Regions from separate parts of the Sus scrofa genome. Here region 1 is linked to region 2. Evidence: chromatin contacts called from public Hi-C data. All regions are on one chromosome and are shown on one strand. Each heading gives the region's core, a stretch centred on a gene start, on an enhancer-like site or on the middle of the called end of the contact. The rest is flanking DNA. Distances are from core to core; before and after follow the strand shown. Region 1 has its middle 3.6 kb from the start of NUMB. Region 2 overlaps PAPLN (papilin).

Evidence for each region. Hi-C and Micro-C count contacts between places; a contact is called where the count stands out from the background.
Region 1: a Hi-C map of liver shows a contact between it and region 2, with 6 times the contacts expected there. The contact joins two enhancer-like sites. A contact is called at or near these places in 1 of 5 promoter capture datasets (fetal skeletal muscle), 10 of 47 Hi-C or Micro-C datasets (alveolar macrophages, blood, embryonic fibroblasts and 4 more) and 2 of 2 datasets of contacts at active chromatin or transcription factors (alveolar macrophages and skeletal muscle).

The regions. Positions count from the first base shown.
Region 1 is chr7:96,799,488-96,805,031 of Sscrofa11.1, reverse strand. No RefSeq gene overlaps it. Among named protein-coding and RNA genes, the nearest start is that of NUMB, 3.6 kb to the right of the region's middle. Within about 2 kb of position 2,296, at least 4 of the 83 cell types and tissues checked have an H3K27ac peak or open chromatin away from gene starts, as enhancers often do. A contact at or near this core is called in liver, where this site is marked.
Region 2 is chr7:96,620,562-96,626,695 of Sscrofa11.1, reverse strand. It overlaps PAPLN (papilin), which reads right to left. Exons shown (of 27, transcript XM_021099491.1): 27 at 4,209-4,917. The coding sequence ends at 4,637. It overlaps NUMB (protein numb homolog), which reads left to right. Exons shown (of 9, transcript XM_021099490.1): 9 at 342-2,426. The coding sequence ends at 1,057. Among named protein-coding and RNA genes, the nearest start is that of PAPLN, 39 kb to the right of the region's middle. Within about 2 kb of position 4,690, at least 23 of the 83 cell types and tissues checked have an H3K27ac peak or open chromatin away from gene starts, as enhancers often do. A contact at or near this core is called in liver, where this site is marked.

The DNA of each region.
Region 1 (5,544 bases), core at 1,047-3,546, 180 kb before region 2:
TATTTCTTACTCCGGTGAAGTAAGCTGCCATGGTTTTGAGATGCTCTGTGGAGAGATCCACAAGGCAAGGCACTGAGGGAAGCCTTGAACCAATAGCTCGTTAGGATCCAAGGCCTTAGCCTAAAGCCTGTGAGTGAAGGACTCCTGTCAACAAAGATATGAGTGAGCTAGGATGCAGATTCATCCCAGTTGAGCCTTGAGATTATGGCAGCCTTGCGAAACACCCAGAGCCAAAGGATCCAGTTAAGCTGCACCAGATTTCTGACCCACAGAAACAGAAATAATAAGTGTTTTTTTAAGTTTTGGGGGTAATTTGTTATGCAGCAAGAGATAACTAATACATACCCTGTTTTGTAGGTGAAGCAATTGAAGTTTAGGTAAATGAATCAGCTTTCCCAGAGTCACACAGCTGTAAATGGCAGAGCCAGGATCTGAACACATTTAAGTTCAAGAGTCTTGAGTTCAAGGAGTTCCCATTGTGGAGCAGTGGAAACGAATCTAACTAGTAACCATGAGGTTGTGGGTTCGATCCCTGGCTTGGCTCAGATCCGGCGTTGCCATGAGCTCTAGTATAGGTTGAAGACATGGCTTGGATCCCATGTTGCTGTGGTTGTGGCTGTGACCAGCAGCTGTAGCTTGGATTTGACCCCTAGCCTGGGAACCTCCATATGCCATGGGTGTGGCCCTAAAAGAAAAAAAGGAGTCTGAGTTCAAATCTACTTTCTTATGAGATTCCAAGTGATTGGGAAACTGGTGTTCTAGAAGGCATTTTACTCTGAAATCCTTGGAGCATAGCCATGTTTCCAGGAAACTCTTTGTGTGTGTGTAAAACAGGGATGGACAAAACTTTAAATGGTGCTGACTGCTTTGAGAGGTCCACTCCCTGCTGCAGAATGGCTGGTCCACCCACAGATCTGGTGATAGTAACCAAGGGCTCCATTCAGAAGCACAATGGCAGAGCTGAGAGCTGCAGCCCATCCATTTTATAAGCACTAAAGTCATCTTGCCTGTGTTATGCAAGGTGGGTAGAGGGGTAAAAACACTCGGATTCAAAATGCATGCATTGAGCAAAGAGAAGATATGGTGTGCTATTTAAAGATAGTGGTACAACCACTATGGAAAACAGTATGGAGCTACCTCAGGAAACTAAATATAGAACTACCATATGATCCACCAATCCCACTCCTAGGCATATATCTGGATAATACTTTCATTGAAAAAGATACATGCACACTGTAAACCAGCTATCATGGAAAAAAATAAAAATCATTAAAAAAAAGATACACGCACCCGTAAGTTCACTGCAGCACTATTCACAATAGCCGAGACGTGAAAACACTTAAATGTCCAATGACAGATGAATGGATTAAGATGTGGTACCTATACACAATGGAATACTACTCAGCCATAAAAAAGAATAAAATAACACCATTTGCAGCAACATGGATGGAACTAGAGACTCTCATACTAAGTGAAGTAAGTCAGAAAGAGAAAAGCAAATACCATATGATATTACATATCTGTAATCTAATATATGGCACAAATGAACCTATCTACAGAAAAAAAAAAAAAAACTCATGGACATGGAGAAAAGACTTATGGTTGCTGACTGGGAGTAGGAGAGGGAGTGGCATGAACTAGGAGTTTGGAGTTGGTAGATGCAAACCACTGCATTTGGAGTGGATAAGCAATGAGATTCTGCCATATAGCACAGGGTACTGTATCCAGTCACTTGTGATGGAACATGATGGAGGATAATGTGAGAAAAAGAATGTATGTATGTGTGTAACGGGATCACTTTGCTGTACAGCAGAAATTGACAGCACATTGTAAATCAACTACAATAAAAAAATAAATAAAAATCACAAGAGCCCTAGAGTTGGATAGCAAATGGTTCTGCCTGAAAGAGCATCCTCTTCTATGGACTTTTTTCCCATCCATGAAACAGCCTTGAACTTTGAAACCAGAACTGTGTTCCAGCATGGAAAGCAGCTTGGCACTTCCCTTTGATGGACGCTCCCCAGTTTGGGATGGCAAAAACATCTTCAAGAAATTTTCTCTTTGTATATCCAAAGCTTCATGCTAGTGGTCACCTTTATGAAATCAAATGAAGTTGCACTTATTTGCTAGCTGCAGGAATTGATCCTTCCTTGTCAGCTTTGCCCTGGTACCGGAGCAGCAGTCTTTGAGCTCAGGGAGGATTTCAGGTGGCAGTAGATCAATGGTCCCATAGGGTATAGTTCTGGCCCCATTCTCCTTTCAGCCAGTGGCAGAGCAGAGGCTGCACTTTGTGTGATTATGCAACCTGGTATAAAGTCCATAGCCGGGAAGTGGGGGTAGAACTCTAAGCTGGCTCAGCACTGTGATCACGGCCTCTTGACTCTTTTTCTTGCTTTCACTACCCTCTTCTCCATAGGACTTTCTCTCCCTCCCTCCCTCTCTCCCGCTGCCTCTCTCTTCCCTTCTCTCCAATTTCTTCATCCCTGTCAGCTTCCACTTTCAGGGATCCCAAACTCAAGGAACCATCTTTTATCAAATATTGTGGCTTTGGAGTTCCTGTCATGGTCCACTGGAAAAGAATCTGACTAGGAACTATGAGGTTGTGGGTTCGATCCCTGGCCTCTCTCAGTGGGTTAAGGATCCAGCGTTGCTGTGAGCTGTGACATAGGCCTGTAACTCTAGCTCCGATTCGACCCCTAGCCTGGGACTTCCATATGCTGCCGATGAGGCCCAAAAAAGCAAAAAAAAAAAAAAAAAAAAAAAAAAAAATCATGGCTTTACCCTCATGGCTTTACCCCTAACTGCTAGCAGTAGCAAACTCTGGCTGCCCTTGTCAGCTTATCCGAGTGATTTTCTTCTCCACCAGTTGTTTGTTTCTCTAGTCTATTTGGAATTGTGTGTAAAAACCAGGGAGGAAAAAAAAATCCAAAAACAAACAAACCCAAATGGAGCTTTTGCATAGTGAGATTGCCCCACTGGACAAAAATAGAAATGAAAAGAGACATGACACATGTACTCCATTGCAGCACTATTTGCAATGGCCGAGACATGAACACAACCTAAATGTCCATCGACAGAGGAGTGGATCAAGAAGATGTGGTACATATACACAATGGAATATTACTCAGCCATTAAAAGGAATGAAATACCAGCATTTTTAGCAACATGGATGGAGCTAGAAATTTTCATGCTAAGTGAAGTCAGTCACACAATGAGACACCAACATCAAATGTTATCACTTACATGTGGAATCTGAAAAAAGGACACAATGAACTTCTTTGCAGAACAGATACTGACTCACAGACTTTGAAAAACTTATGGTTTCCAAAAGAGAGTGGTTGAGGGGTACGAGAATGCTGGGTGTTTGGGATGGAAATGCTGTATCATTGCACAACTATAAATGTAATAAATTCATTGAGTAATATAAAAAATTTTTTTAAAAGGCTTATATAAAAAAAAGAGACATGGATTCTACTTCCTTGAAAAGTGATACGATGGGGAAAAAAGCAGGAGTAGCAAAGAAAACAAAAAGTGGCACAACATTAGAGCCCAAAACAAACCGTACCTTAAATATTGGGACATCACTCTGAATCCATCATTTTCCACTTAATCAGGACTTATAAAGGTTATTTTTGCCTTTAATATACCTGCCATCCTGGTCTTGCTCAAGTGGCTCTCCACAGATACCATCTGCACCACTTCCACAGCCAACCACGCAGCACAAAGCTGCAGACTCCCTGACTCCAGTGTTCTTGCTTTTTAAGAGTGGAACTTGAGGATGATGGAGAAGCACATAACACGGGAAAGAAAGCAGAAGCTGGTTGGAGTAATTATAAGTTTACCTTATGCAAGCAAAATCAAAATGTAGCGTATAAGCGGTACTGCATGGGCGCCAATAACATAGTAGCCCTTCTCTTGGATCAAAGAACATTCCTGAAAACCCTCCTTCTTGGAGTTCCCATCATGGCTCACTGGAAATGAATCTGACTAGTGTCCACGAGGATGCAGGTTTGATCCCTGGCCCTGCTCAGTAGGTTAAGGATCTGGCATTGCTGTGGCTGTGGTGTAGGTCAGTAGCTGCAGCTCTGATTTGACCCCTAGCCTGGGAACCTCCATATACGCAGGTGTAGCCCTAAAATGACAAACAAAAAAACAACAAAAAAACACAAAACCTTCCTTCTTTAAGGTTTTCTCTCTTCTTATTGGATTGTATGTGTGTATTTTACATTTTTCTTAACTGATTTTTCACCAGGAATGGGTGTGGTATAAGTGTATAAACATGTATGAGCAAAAACATTTATGAATAGTTTTTTTTCTTTTTTAGCGTATGAAATAGAAGGAATAGCTGACCTTTGTGGCAACTTTCCTAGTTTTGTTATAGTAATTTTGTTGAGTTCCTGAACTTAGATGGCAAGTCCTCTTAGTGAGGCTGGCCTAATTCTATGTTCTCTATGGCACATAGTCACCACGGCTGTGCAAGAGCCATTATTACCCAAAGTACCATAATAATGGCCATGCCCTCCTATGACGTTATTGTTTCCTATCTGCCAGAACATTAATTGCCTTCAACTTGCCCTAAAATTGGTAGGTAGGTAGGGCACACTGCCAAGACTAGAGAGAAGAAAGCTGCTGGTAATACATTAAAAAGCTGTGTAAGGGACATACCGATATCTCCTTCTTACTGGAGCATCTTCACATTTACATGTTACTTCTTTTATTATGGGATGTTAGTTCAGGCTTTTGTTAAGCCTTGGACTCCATCTTATCCTGGTCAATGTGTGATCTTTCCCTCAACTGGGTGATTCAGACATCACTAAAGTTATTTTGGCTTTTCCACTTTCCTTTTACAGGCTTTTTATGAGTCATTGAATTGAAGGGGAGGTTATTTCTAAATTGGAAGGTGAAGATGAGAGAAGGGGGAGGAAAGTTCCGGAAAATAACTAGGAAAAGACATCTTATTGTTACGTAGAGTTGCTGGAGGAATAATTTCCTCTTAGTTTGGTGATGGAAGTATGTAGTTTATTTAAACGTGACTAAAAATATATGTTAGAAAATAGACAATTTTGAGGGAGATAACAAACCATGCAGTTTTAGACTTCTTATTGCTTGCTGGCAAAGGAAAGAAGGGTAAATAGAAGAAATATGGAACAAAGAGTTAGCAGGAAGAAGTAAGGAGCAAAGTCCAGATTCTTGGTTCCACAGCAAGTCCCCAACCATAAAGTGCTGTTTAAGAGGGAAGTACATCCTCAACCTGTTCCAGTCCATCCTTGAGTATGTTTCATGACCCATGGGGTTTATGTTATAGGTGGAATTGTGAGGAGGGTACATTTAAATCTGATTTAGAAACTGAAAGGGTAATTAGGTGAGCATTTTGTTATTTATGAACAGGCAGAGTGGGCAGAAATGAAAAAGAAAAGCAAAAAGCTAATGGTGGATATATTTCTAGGAGTACAAGAGTTTTTATAGCAACACCAGATTTCTCAAAAGTGCCTACTGTGATTTGTACCCAAATGAATAAAAAATGCAATCATTTATTCTTGTACA
Region 2 (6,134 bases), core at 3,441-5,940:
TTCTTTTCCTCCTATCAGAGCAGAAGGTGAATTACTCGGGCCCTTTAGAGTATGTGCAAGCTGGCTTCTAGACTATGAATGAGCCACAGCAGAGGGGCTTGGGGGGTGGGGTTCTGATGCCAGCCAGCTACCTTGGTTCGATGCAGTTGAGCCATAGCTCGTCCTCTCCTCAGCTGGTAATAAGAGGCTTTCCTCCCACCTACCAAATCCTCAAAATATCCCATCGGGAGGCTTGTTCCTTCCACAGCTTAGGATCATTCAAATAACCAAGGTTATCAGGTGAAGAAAGAAGCCCCTAAAGACTCTGATTCCTTCCTCTGTCTTCCTCTTGTTTTTTCCAGGGACTGAGTGGGGTCAATCTTCTGGTGCTGTCTCTTCAGGTCTCTTCCAGGCTGGTCACAGACGCACTCCCTCTGAGGCTGACCGCTGGTTGGAAGAGGTATCCAAGAGCGTCCGGGCTCAGCAGCCCCAGGCCTCAGCTGCCCCTCTGCAGCCAGTTCTCCAGCCTCCTCCACCTACCGCCATCTCCCAGCCAGCGCCACCTTTCCAAGGAAATGCATTCCTCACCTCTCAGCCCATGCCAGTGGGTGTGGTCCCACCCCTGCAGCCAGCCTTTGTCCCTGCCCAGTCCTATCCTGTGGCTAATGGGATGCCCTATCCAGCCCCTAATGTGCCTGTGGTAGGCATCACTCCCTCCCAGATGGTTGCCAACGTGTTTGGCACTGCAGGCCACCCCCAGGCTGCCCAGCCCCATCAGTCTCCCAGCCTGGTCAAGCAGCAGACATTCCCACAGTACGAGACAAGCAGTGCTACTGCCAGTCCCTTCTTTAAGCCACCTGCTCAGCACCTCAACGGTTCTGCAGCTTTCAATGGTGTAGACGATGGCAGGTTGGCTTCAGGAGACAAGCGCACAGAGGTGCCTGCAGGCACCTGTCCCGTGGATCCTTTCGAAGCCCAGTGGGCTGCATTAGAAAGCAAGTCCAAGCAGCGTACTAACCCCTCCCCCACCAACCCTTTCTCCAGTGACTTACAGAAGACTTTCGAAATTGAACTTTAAGCAGTCCTTATGGCTTATGTATTTTGTCCTTACTTAGGTAAGGGAGGGGCATGGAGGTCAGAGGAGCCAAGGGAACTTTGCGTTCCCAACCAGTACACTTTCCACTGATCCCAAAGGTCCCAAGGAGCATGTCCAGACATAGAATGCTGAGGGAGGCGATTGGTGAAAGTGGAGAAAACCATTCCTAGAGAAGAGCTTCTTGCAATTAGACTAAAGAAGTCAAGGAAATGTTACCCTTTGTCCCCCTCATCCTTCAGCCCCTTATAAATCTCTGGCAGCAGAGAGGCAGAAGTATCTGAACAGGAATCTGTATTCAAAGCACATTTACTGGAATATAAAACACAACGGGAAGCAAAATGACCTCCCTTTGTTCAAATTTCAGGCCATTCACCTGCTTCCTCTCTCAATACTAGACTCTTCTTACAGATCAAGAACAGAGTGGCCTGTGCTTGGGCTGGGAATGAGAGGCAGCCTGTGCTGCCAGAATTCCCAGGAAGGCACATCAGTAGCTGCCCAGCAGAGCTATATTTTTGGGGTAAAGTTGAGCTTCCATTTTGAGTAAAAATAAATATTATAAATATATATCGAAAAGCCAAAATCTTTATTTTTATGCATTTAGAATATTTTAAATAGTTCTCAATATTAAAAAGTTGTATGAGTTGTAAGTAATCTTGCCAAAGGTAAAAGGGTTAGCTGTAAGAAATTGTATATAAGATTGATTTATCACTGATGCCTATTGAAGTAAAAAGAGGAAGGGCTGGAAGTTGCAGACGGGATCCCTGGCTGGCTTGGTATCATTCACTGTAAGTAGCACATTGCAACAACAATCACGCTTTTGACCAATACAGTCACTAGGTTGTAGTTTTAAATAAAGAGCGAGCAGTATTGTCCTGGTTTTAAACCTATAATGAAATTCTAATGTCATTATTTTAATGGAATCAATCTACTCTCTAGAGAATATGTATTTTCTTTTACATATTGCTGCAGTTTCCTTCTGTTAATCCTTTAACACTAGTGACAATGACATAATCATATCCACAGAGGGGAACACAGGTTACTGTGTTGGTTTGTCCTGTAGGTGTTGGTGGATTTTGTTTTGTCCTTTGTTTTGTTCCCATGAGTGTTGTAGGGATGGAGATTCTGGTTTTATTCGCACTGTGTGTGTGTGTGTGTGTCCCTCCCCACCCCTCTCCCCTGTGGCGAGCAGAACATCCCATTGCCAGTTGCAGCCACTTGACCTCTGGTAACATGAGATCCCATCTCATTTTTACTTTTGAACGTTGGCCTTACAATCAAATGTAAGTTATATATATTTGTACTGATGAGAATTTATAATCTGCTTTAACAAAAATAAATGTTCGTGGTAGAAGCTTTTGGCCATGAAGAGCTATTCTTTCCCCTTTTCTTTATTAGCAAGTGAGTTTTGGTTCTTTTTGGTCTTGTTCTCTCTCCATCACGGCTGCCACAGATCTCTAGTTTAATGGCTGGAAAATCTTTTGTTGGACTACCATATTCTTCAATTCATACTTTAGGCTTTGGTTGTTCCTAAGTGCATCTCTAATGGCAGATTCTTGCTGCTCAAAGTATGGAGCAGCTGGTTAGCGATCCAGAACCTCAGCCCCACCCAAACTTAGCAGTCAGAATCTGCATTGGAACAAGATTCACATTCTGAGAAGTCTGGAGTCGAAGCAGTGATTTGCAACCTTGGATGCATGTTATAATCATCTGGGAGCTTTCAAAGTCCTCATGCCCAGCCCATACTCCAGACCAACTAAATAAAAATCGGGGGAGTAGAACCCCAGGTTCACTTTTTAAAAAGCTCCCAGTATTGGAAGTGGGTTGAAAACCTCTGGTCTAGATTGAGTTCTACTCTAACTTCAGCCTATGACCCTGTGACTCGTTCTACAAAGAGCTAAGTAACTTCACACTTCCTTCTGAGATGTTACCAATTGGCCAAATACTAGTTTTAACTAGAGAAGAGGGGACTGCAAGAAAGCAGCCCTTATTTTTCCAAGTTGTATAGCAAAACCAGCCATGGTAAGTGAAAACAGGCCTCCATTTTTTTTCGCAGCATATAGAGGTTCCCAGCCTAGGGGTCTAATTGGAGCTACTGCCAGCCTACACCACAGCCACAGCAACGCCAGATCCTTAAACCGTGGAAAGAGGCCGGGAATCAAACCAACAACCCTCATGGTTCCTAGTTAGATTCATTTCTGCTTGCACCACAACGGGAACTCCATTTTTTTAAATGGAAAAAAGGTCTGTGCCCTGGCCCGTTTCTTTTGTTAAATGAGAGGTAGACCAAGAAATATCACTTGCCCATGACTCAGGATCTCTTTTCTAGTCAGTGTGCTGGTAATAAAAGTCACCTTCCCCTGTAATGCCAATCTTTCCTGAGTCCCAGAATGACCTCTGCTACTAGGCCTGGCCAGTCCTCTGGAAGACTTGAACAAGGTTAAAGTGGAAAGGAACTCAGGGGCTCATTGAAACTGGGCCTCTTGTTTTAGCAGCAAAGCATTAAGAGGCTCTGAGAGAGGAAGAATGACTTCTTCCAACTCGGACCATTTCAGAAACTACTTCCCTGTTACTACATCATCCTCCCCTCCATTGGTACCCCCCATCCTGCTGGTGCTGTTTTAGTTTTTTTTGGTTTTTTGCCTTTTAGGGCTGCACCTACAGCATATGGAAGTTCCCAAGCTAAGGGCTGAATCTGAGCTACAGCTGCCAGCCTACACCACAGCCGCAGCAATGTGGGATCCAAGCTGCCTCTGCGACCTATACCACAGCTCATGCTAACACTGGATCCTTAACCCACTGAGCAAGGGCAGGGATTGAACCCACATCCTCATGGATACTAGTGGGATTCATTTCCACTGAGCCAATGACAGGAACTCCCTGGTGCTGTTTTAAATAATAGACTGGTTTTTATCTGGCAGCAGGTACCTTGCATCACAGATTCCTGCTTAAGGAGGAGAGGCTCCTCGGTCCCTGCGCGGAGCGGGCCCAGCTCCCATGGCCCGGCTTGTCAGCCTCGGGAGGAGGGCTTCAGCCTCCTGGTGAAAGGAAAGAGCTTTTCTAGTTCTTCATATTCAGCTGGTGATGCACCAGTTGCTCTTTCATCCTGGATCCCCATCCTGAGCCTTTCATTGTATCCCCTTTGCCAAGAGCTTTCACACCCACCAAGCTGGTAATGGTGCCGCACAGGTGAGATTGGAAGCTGGTTGCTGTACTACCTAGAAGGCCGGGAGAGATTGAGCAATGAATTGCTCTTTGGACCCCACATGAGATCTAGTCTAGCAAAGAATGCTTCTTTGACACAACAGGAGCTAGTGTTCCTGTATGAGATAGGAATTAACTTTGAGATCATTAAACCCCACCACCACCTAGCTTTATAAATGAAGTGAGAACCCTGGTTTGCTTTCAAACACAGTGAATTGATTCTATATAACTGAAATTCTGGAGGGAAATTATCCAAATAGATTCTTGACAACTCAGCAGGCAGCTATGGTTATTAAGTCAGGGAAGCAGACCCTGCTGAGGACTGCCCAACAGCTGGAGCAGCTTTGGACAGGCCAGTTATCAGGAGGATAACTGCCTCTGCCAGCCAGACGGGGGAGAGCGAGAGCCGGTCTCCCGCGCTCCTAGCCCTAGACGTTGTCTCGGAACTGGGGCTGCAGCAAGCCTTCGTCCTCGCTGCCAGATGGGCTGAGCGGGAGGCTGGAAACGAGAGCAGCTGGCACAGCAGAAGCTGGAGTAGTATTCATTGCCGCAGAGCTGGGCCTGCAGGATCAAGTCGCAGTTGGCCAGCTCTGGCTGGTCGACGCAGTCCCTACTGGGGTCCTTCGGCTGGGTGGCCAGTGCTGCAAGACAGTGAGGGGAGTGGGTGGTAAGAAAGCCGTGTGTGCTGAAGAAAACTCTCACCTACAATCTCATTTCCTACAAGGAAAGCAGCACTGTAACTGCCGGCTTCCGAGAAGGGTGCAGTTCCTCTAACCCTTTAACACCTGTAAGTATACCCCCAGGGGGATCCCTTCACCCGCAGCTGGCCTTGCTTCAGCAGGCAGCTTCCACCCGGTGCTCTCAGATTCCAAAACAGTGACTGACTGGGTGATTAAACATCTCTGGACGTTAACTCCCTGCCCTGACCATTGAGACCTAAAGAGCTGGACAACTGCCTTGGCCTCTGGGTTGGGAAGAGGAGAGAGTAGGATCATTCCTACACACATTTCTGAGCTGTCTTCTCTCTCACTGCTGGTTTCCTCCAGCCTCAAGAGTTCTGTGCCTTTGACAGCCCCAACACTTCCCCCGGGGAAAGCAGTGAGGTCATAGGAAGACAACCTGACACTGCGTAGAGCACAAAACACCGGCTGCCTTCTGCTCTGAATTTACTTACTAGGAGCTTCTTCTGTATCTTATAAATCCCTGTGAGTTTCATTCTGCTGCTTCATCTTAGGACTGCCATGGCTAGTTACCCTCCCTCTTCTTTCTAGAAGGGGCTCTTATGACAGCTTGACTCAGGCCTGAGCAGCACCTCCCTGAAAATCAGACCTCATGGGACTGGGCAAAGCCTACTCCACGCTCCCTCCCCAAATACAACTAAAAGACCATACCAAACCAGCGAACGGTTTTACAAAGGCTTGATACATACAGTATGACAAGAGTACAAACGACCAACATTTACCTAAAGAGTAAGAAAGCCATTTATGCTTATTTTTAATTAAAAATCATAGCTTTGGTATCAACTTGATCTCAGCCGCTGCAGCCCCTGGGCTTCTCACACCGACATTGGGCGTGCTGAGTGGCATCCTGGCTCTCACACTAACAGCTGGGGGACTTTGGACAAATTGTCACTTAGCTCTCCGTGCCTTGGTTTCCTCATTGAAATGGAGATGATAAAAGGAGCTGGGATGTAGTAACCATGGCTAAAATAAGGGCACTTAACCGGCCCCAGAGCCTCCCTCATTCCTGCTCATCTAGAAAAGTGAGTGACCCTTTATGTTTTACCTACAATACTTTCTCACCAAAAGCTTTTAGGCAGAAAGCTTGAGAGATCCTCACAGTGGCAGTATGTCCCTTA